2 separate regions of the Bicyclus anynana genome follow, and region 1 is linked to region 2. Evidence: chromatin contacts called from public Hi-C data. All regions are on one chromosome and are shown on one strand. The core of a region is the stretch at or near the end of the contact, and the rest is flanking DNA. Distances in the headings are between cores, read along the strand shown. Region 1 overlaps LOC112053508. Region 2 holds the start of LOC112053511 (UPF0605 protein CG18335).

The links. Hi-C and Micro-C count contacts between places; a contact is called where the count stands out from the background.
Region 1: a Hi-C map of whole body shows a contact between it and region 2, with 2.7 times the contacts expected there. The contact joins the enhancer-like site here to the promoter of LOC112053511 in region 2. A contact is called at or near these places in 2 of 2 Hi-C or Micro-C datasets (whole body and whole larva).

What each region holds. Positions count from the first base shown.
Region 1 is chr4:16,249,276-16,253,140 of ilBicAnyn1.1, reverse strand. The region is part of intron 2 of LOC112053508; the gene reads right to left. Among protein-coding and RNA genes, the nearest start is that of Trnak-cuu, 6.6 kb to the left of the region's middle. Within about 2 kb of position 2,395, at least 1 of the 8 cell types and tissues checked has open chromatin away from gene starts, as enhancers often do.
Region 2 is chr4:16,197,886-16,201,579 of ilBicAnyn1.1, reverse strand. It overlaps LOC112053511 (UPF0605 protein CG18335), which reads left to right and starts at 1,455. Exons shown (of 8, transcript XM_024092947.2): 1 at 1,455-1,654; 2 at 2,993-3,131. The coding sequence starts at 1,608. It overlaps LOC112053508, which reads right to left and starts at 658. Exons shown (of 3, transcript XM_024092945.2): 1 at 234-658.

The DNA.
Region 1 (3,865 bases), core at 1,146-3,645, 51 kb before region 2:
AGCAATATCTTGGGCAGAACTTTTTCAAGGCAAGCAACTTCGCAGAACCTAATATAACACAAGAATAAAGAATAAAGCCTCTACAGACACGCCAACACGTCGGCTGCCGATACGAACTAACTTTAAAGTTTAAATTCAGATTCTGAATTTCACTGATTCACAAGTCAATTTACATGACGAAAGCATACCTTTAACCTACCTTTAACCTGAGGTCTGAGTCTCAAAAGATAATGAATTTAGATTTAGAGTGTGGTTTCGGTACTCACGATTTTCTAGTCTTCGAGCACGTGTCTAATAAAAAAACAAACTGTGTACACTGTAAATTACTTACTTGGGATTTTTAAAGCACAAGTCATAACATAATTAAAGTACGTTCTAAAATTTTATTAAAATTTAACGTATTTTATTAAGATAATTGTTGAACATATTAACAGTAAATTTATTATATATAAAAAACAACACATATAAAACAACATATCATGGATAAATAAATATTACAACAAATGGCGCTCTACTCGTATTTGTTAAACGCAAAAATACCACTATATCATAGTGGTATTTTTGCGTTTAATAATTAAACATTAACGAATTAAAGCCAATCAAGCTAATAGTGAGCTTAGCTTTATTACAATACTATGAAAGTTTTGTTTAAAGTTTGTACCAAACAAAGTTGGCATATCTGTAGTCGCTTATATTGTTGCTATATCGTTAAAGGTGAAACGGTGCCTTATATGTATTGTATTGTATCTCGTATCGGTAAAAGGAAAATTAATCTTTCGCCAAGGTCGGTCGCAGGCGGATATGTTTGCGCCCGAACATTATATCCGATTTTTTATGCAGACTTCTGAACAATTGTTTTTTGTGTCCAATGTCAATGACACACGAGATGATGATAGGAATATAGATTAGTAGGTACTTGAACTACGCGTATCGACCTGACGCGTATCGACGCGTACAGGTCAAAATCGAGGATAGCTAGCTAGGAGTGCTACCAATGTTTAATATTCGACAATAACTGTAAGCAATTCCCATTGAAACAGCGTGGTTGGGTAGTAGGACAATCAGGTAAAAGGAAAAGGTTGCGTACAATTGACAATACATTGATCTATACTAGAAAGAACCGTGATGTTTTGGAAATAATTACTGCTGAGTTTCTTGCAGCCTTTAGTCTGGCCAACGAATCAGTAATGAAGTCACTAGAAACACACTTGACTTTTCAAAAGAGCTAGTGAAAGTATCAAAACAAATGGATTTGTGTTTGTACTACGGACTGATATGACATTTACTCCCACTCTGTTTATATTCCACTCGATTCGTGTGCAATATCCATACCATTAGAAGGTCAGAAGTCAGTGGGACGCAGAAGAAAGTAGGAAAGGGCCCAACTAGGTACGTAGGCGGCCGATATGACAGTGAAATGAAACGGCCCTAATGAAGTTTTATGAGGTGTGAAAGATTAGCATAATTCAAACTTTTCTATGGCGATAAGCTTGCAGCGTCCATAAATATTAAGATGAAATTAAGCCATTCTATATGAAAGTTGCAGCTTACAATTTATTTTACGAATGGAAAACTTGTGACTTCATTTGTAGACATGCCACGATATCGATCTAAATATGAATCGACGAAGACCTAAATACTGAAATGCCTTTATAGATTCACATGCCTAACCTAGAGAAATCATATGAAAGAGCGATTAATCTTCCACCATATGTAAGAATTTCATACATTTGTACGATTATGTTACAGATAAGACTCATGTAAACAAACTATTTACTTCAGAAACACAATAATTGTTCGACAAAGGTATTTCCCGTAATTCAAGAACTATACATATTATGTCATCAACTTGAATAGCTTCTGTTTTATCGTAAATCCTTTTACTGCAACAAAGAGTAATTTCTTCATATTTATTAAATAACTACAGTTTACGCACAATTTAGACAGTCTTTCTATTTCTTTAATAACCATAACACTGCAGAAAATGACCTTTATAAGGTTGTTTGTAAAACGAAAGTTTTCAGACAACCTTCCGTGTCTCAATATACTTAACAAGACACGATTTCGTACGCACATTCTTTTTTAAAAATTAATAAGTGCGCAGCTTTTCCCACAGAAGGAATTTCTCATTGTTATGTTTCCATAAAAAGCGCTATTACTTTCGCTCGGACATCCGTTATTGCTCGTAAATCTTCTCCATTATTATTGTAAACAGTTTCACTTCTCGGACCGTTTAAATCAGGTCCTTATGTCTACGGTTCAAAAGTAAAACCCACTCGAATCGATATATCGATTACTAATAAAATCAACTTTCACGTTCCAAGTGACGAATGTATCATATGATGGAGAGATTTATCGATAGCTCACGAATCTCGATCACTTGTGGAAAGTCGTTTAAGTTTAATGATATCGGCCTCGTTTCATTACCAAATACAGAAATCATGCGCGTAATTAATTGTATCAACGAAAGCTGTGCGTGAATTTATATTTGCGACATTCCTCGTGTTGATATTAAATTTATTTCATTACTAATCACTTTCCGATTTAATAACTGATTCACGCGGCTAAACAAACAAAATCTGCCACTAGGCACGATTTTTTCGACGTCTTCAACAATCATAGTCAATATATCAGCCATTTTACACTAAACCATTCGGCAATATTGCACAGATAGTGTGTAATATACTCGTAGCAAAGGTATTCTATGATCATAATGAAACGCAAAGTGAAACAAAGTAACACGGAGAGTTTATTTAATGCAAGCGAGCAAACATCTATCTAATCAACAAACTTAATGTAATTTTTGTGTCATTATGGAGACAAAATTGTTGCCTTTACAACGAATCTACTGAGTGGATATTCCTTGTAGTATGAACTTCTCTATTTTTTATGTTAATAAAAGTATCATTAACAATTACTTTATCGTCATTCTATTCTAAGTTCTGTATTTTTATAGCCATAATGTCAATGTTAATCAAAAGACAACGTACGACAGCGACAAAATATTCAAATATATGAGCATCGATGTTATCAAGAACACTCAACCAGCTAGTTTGTCTGTACGTATTTTTAGCGTTACTCGTATTTATATATTCTGGAATTTTGACTGCTTGTTAGCATTAACATCGTCGTCTACTTTGTAGAAAAACTTGATTCTAATTAGATTATAATTAAATCACTTTTGTTATGTACCTGGTTTAATTGATTGACATTCTTTACAATCAGTTATTGATTGTCCAAAAAGGATATGGTGTAACTTTCTGATGTCTCTTTTTATGTTTGTTTATTCATTATTTATTATGACACTAGACAGTAATTATTTGTATAGTAAATAATTGCGAGTATTGGTTACCTTGGAATAATATTATCATTGCGTATTACAGCTTTTTTCTCTCATAAGATACAGGATTATTAAACTTGGATTACTACTAGATCTTAGAGGATCACGGATCTATGAAGTAAAAGCGTTAGATTTAGCGTTTTCTGTTATGTGTTATAGCTTGGCAACTTCGTTCGTAACACTCCCGATGGTAAGCGTGGACCGGAGGTCGTGAAGCGCTGAAAGAATTACCTTAATTCTTTACGAGTGTTAAGTCTGCCAATCCGCCGCATACAACACAAACTAGATAGAATTAAGCCTAAATAGCTCACAGTAAAGGGACTGAACAAACAGAGGTCACAGGTTCGGTCTCCGCCCGTCTATTGTTGTACCTATGCCCAACAGTATTTCCGACTAATTAAAAGAGAACGGTATTAGTAGGGGTGAAAAATTCTATATAAAGGTACCCTGGATAACAGGTTTAGTGTCTTTTAAGTTCTAAGACTTTCACTTTATTTTAAATGTCGACATTTAATAGAACCTAGC
Region 2 (3,694 bases), core at 206-2,705:
TAAGCTATTTATTGCCAAACTTACACAGTTACACCGTTTACGTGTTTATGTTTATTTAGAACCACTTTGTTATTATGTAAAACTACTGCAACTCTACCTCTTTCATTACAGAATTTTATTTGGGTATTTAAGCATTTGCATTACAATACAGGTATTTTTTGTTACTATTTTTATTCATTTTATTACTTAATTATATACATAACTAAAAATAATTAATAAAATTGTATTCATACCTTGAATGTTTCGGTAATCAGCTTCAATGAACCCAACGTTGTAAACACTATTTTTTTTACACCATAACAAAACAACAGAGCGAGAATATAGTTCAACCAATACACAGTTTATAAAGGTTCAAAGCTTTAAAATACTCGAAAGGTATTGAAAAGCGGCACCGAAAAAAAAACGTAAAGTTCAACATACGCCGAGGAATGCTTGCATTTCAACTTCAACGAAGTCCCGATCGGCTAAGATTTGTGCTCGCAACTTGTAACTTGAACTTTAAAAAACTTGTTTGTATCCGCACTACACAGTAAATAAACATTTAGTGAAATTTAAACACGAAACTCGTGAGTTCTGAAAGTTTTGATTCATCGTTAACTGCCTGTCACTTCGCTAATGCCATCTACACGACCGCTCCACTCAGAGGTTCAAACCAATATGGCGGCTGGCGCTGGCGGGTTGAATTGAACGAAACGACCTGTAGGGTGAACGAAGGCAAGCCGTGATTGCTTGAGTTGAGTTGAGTGAGTGAAATGAATCCGCATCGATGCCGCATGGTCGGACTCCAAACCACCGCAAGTTGATATCATGAATTACTTTAAAATAAATCTTAACTTCACGTGTTAAGGTTCTATGTAATATAATTGCAATTGCAATGATTTATTTTTTAGTTACCTACATAATGCTGTGTTGTGTTACTGAAAAGTTGAAAACATTTTTAGTGATAAAATAGAAGAGACCTTTGAATTATTTTTATAAAGTTAACATCTTTCGCAAAAGTTCTTATGAGGGCGATCTGCCAATTTTCTAAATAAACTTCAATATGAAGTAGGTAGGTAGTCTGGTTCTGGTACTTAGTAGGTGACTAAACATAATTTCATACAAACCCAAGTAAAACACACATAATTGAAATTTTTTTACATTAAATAGAAGTAGGTTTTACTTTGAAGAAGTTTATAACGATAAATAATGAATTTAACTGCTATTCTCCAAAAAAGCCGCTGAAACTGGAGCACCGAAGAATGGAGATGTTAATTTTAGCATGTTCAAATTGTAGAATTAATATTAACATTGCTAGAGACCACTTGTGGTTGGATCGGTAGTTCTCCAAGGTAGTCCATGCGGGCCACATTTTATAAACATCCATAAAAAATACTTATCAGTAAAACCTCTAAACCAATAAAAACTATAAATTAATTTTGAAAAACCCATGACTAGACAATTTGGCATTGTCAAAAGTAAATCAAAGTTCAGTCAAACAACATTCGGTACACTCCAAATTACCAATGTACTAATATCGACATTTCCTTTATTTTCCACTCATTGAAATTATGAGTTAGGAATCGAAACTTAATCAGTTCAACACATTCGGCTTTACCTTTTCAAATATGGCGTTGGATTTGGTCAGCGTTGCTCAGCCCCACTACATACCTGGGTTTGTATTACTTTATCCCCTTGATAAAAGATAGGTCCCTCTACGCTCGACATCGGAAAGAGACATATAGAGATTAATGTTTAATTAGAGTGATTACAATAACTTTGAAGAGGTACCTACCTACAATTTTAGTCTACACATATCTATGGTGGTATCTCACGTCCGCGGCATATCGGAAAGATAAATCGCTTGCGTTTTTTCCGGACCAAATCAATTACATGAAATACTAGCGGACGCCTGCGACTTCGTCCATATGAAATTAAATTTTTCACCAACTCCGAAAATTTACTCTCAATAACCTCCTTGTCTGAACCGATTTTAGTGAGAAGATTCTTTCTCATTAAAATCGGTTCAGCTGTTCCAAAGATTAGCATGGACAAACAGACATATACCTACATATACCTACAGAGAATATTTTAAATAAGTATGTTTATGTTTTGGTATCTTGTAAATTAACTATAAGCAATTGTTCTTATAATATAAGCATAAGCAATAACTATAAGTTGTAATTGAATTAATGAAACGCAGCTATTTTGAAATCACGGCCTGTAATGATGAAAATTAAAATAATAGTACGAAGAGCCGATGGACGTTGGTGTCCCAAAGTGCTGGAATGGCGACCCCGCACTTGTAAGCGCAGTGTTGGCCCACCCCCCACCAGGTGGACTGACGACATCAAGCGAGTCGCAGGGATTCGCTGGATGCAGGTGGCTCAGTATCGCGATGTTTGGAAGTCCCTACAAAAGGCCTATGTCCTGCAGTGGACGTCCATCGGCTGATATGATGATGATTGATGATAAAATAAATTGAACCGAGCTGGTAATGAAATCAAGGAGCAGTCGTTGGTCATTCAGTAAGTGTGCCTTTACTCTGACACTGTACATAATAAGATGAAGCAATAAAAAGTGAAAACATCACGAGTCCACTGTCGTCACAGCATAAAGGATATTATTTTCGGATTCTGTGACCCGCGCGACACCGTGACACGATCGTATATCATGTTGAATATCCTGCAATTTATTGCTTTGTTATAAACTTATGACACCATCTGGGTTTCGTTGCCTAACCCTCTCAAACTGACCGCAAATTGCACCATGAACATTAATTTTTCAATAATATTGATTAACTAGCTGACGCCGCGCGGTCTTACCCGCGTGGTTCCCGTTCCCGTAGGAATACGGGGATAATATATAGCCTATAGCGTTCCTCGATAAATGGGCTATCTAACACTGAAAGTATTTTTCAAATCGGACCAGTAGTTCATGAGATTAGCGCGTTCAATCAAACAAACTCTTTGGCTTTATTTTAATATTAAGTATAGATTTCCTTTATTTCTAGTTACACGGGCCATTGTCCAGAGTACAAGTATCGTATCGGCGACACATATGGCTCCACCACACACAAGATACTGCTGGACCCCAGCGTCAGTCACTCGGAGCGGCTCGTGCTGTCTGATAGAACCGCTGACGATTTCCAGGTATTGTATACTAGCAGGCGTTACTTTGGACAAGTTCATTATGAGTAGGGAATAATTATCGGAAAATATTGACTTTATAATGTTCGTGATTTAATCATTAAAGGCCCCCACATCGCTACTCCACAGGTTACCGTCCAGGGGTGTGATTCTGCTATCTTACATTCGTCGACGAACCTGTCGCCTATAACACGTCTTATTTGAATTTGATACCACAATTAATCGAATCTTTATGATACCACAATTCAAATGTCACTAACAACGAAGTGGCCATAGAAATGAACAATTTTACAGCGCTCTAGCTTTTTTTTTTTATTCTTTACAAGTTAGCCCTCGACTACGATCTCACCTGATGGTAAGTGATGATGCAGTCTAAGATGGAAGCGGACCAACTTGCTAGGTGAAGGATGAAAAACCATATCCTTTTCGGTTTCTACACGACATCGTACCGGTACGCTAAATTGCTTGGCGGTACGTCTTTGTCATAAGGGTGGTAACTAGCCACGGCCAAAGCCTCCCACCAGCCAGACCTGGACCAATTAAGAAAACCTCAACTAGCCCAGCTG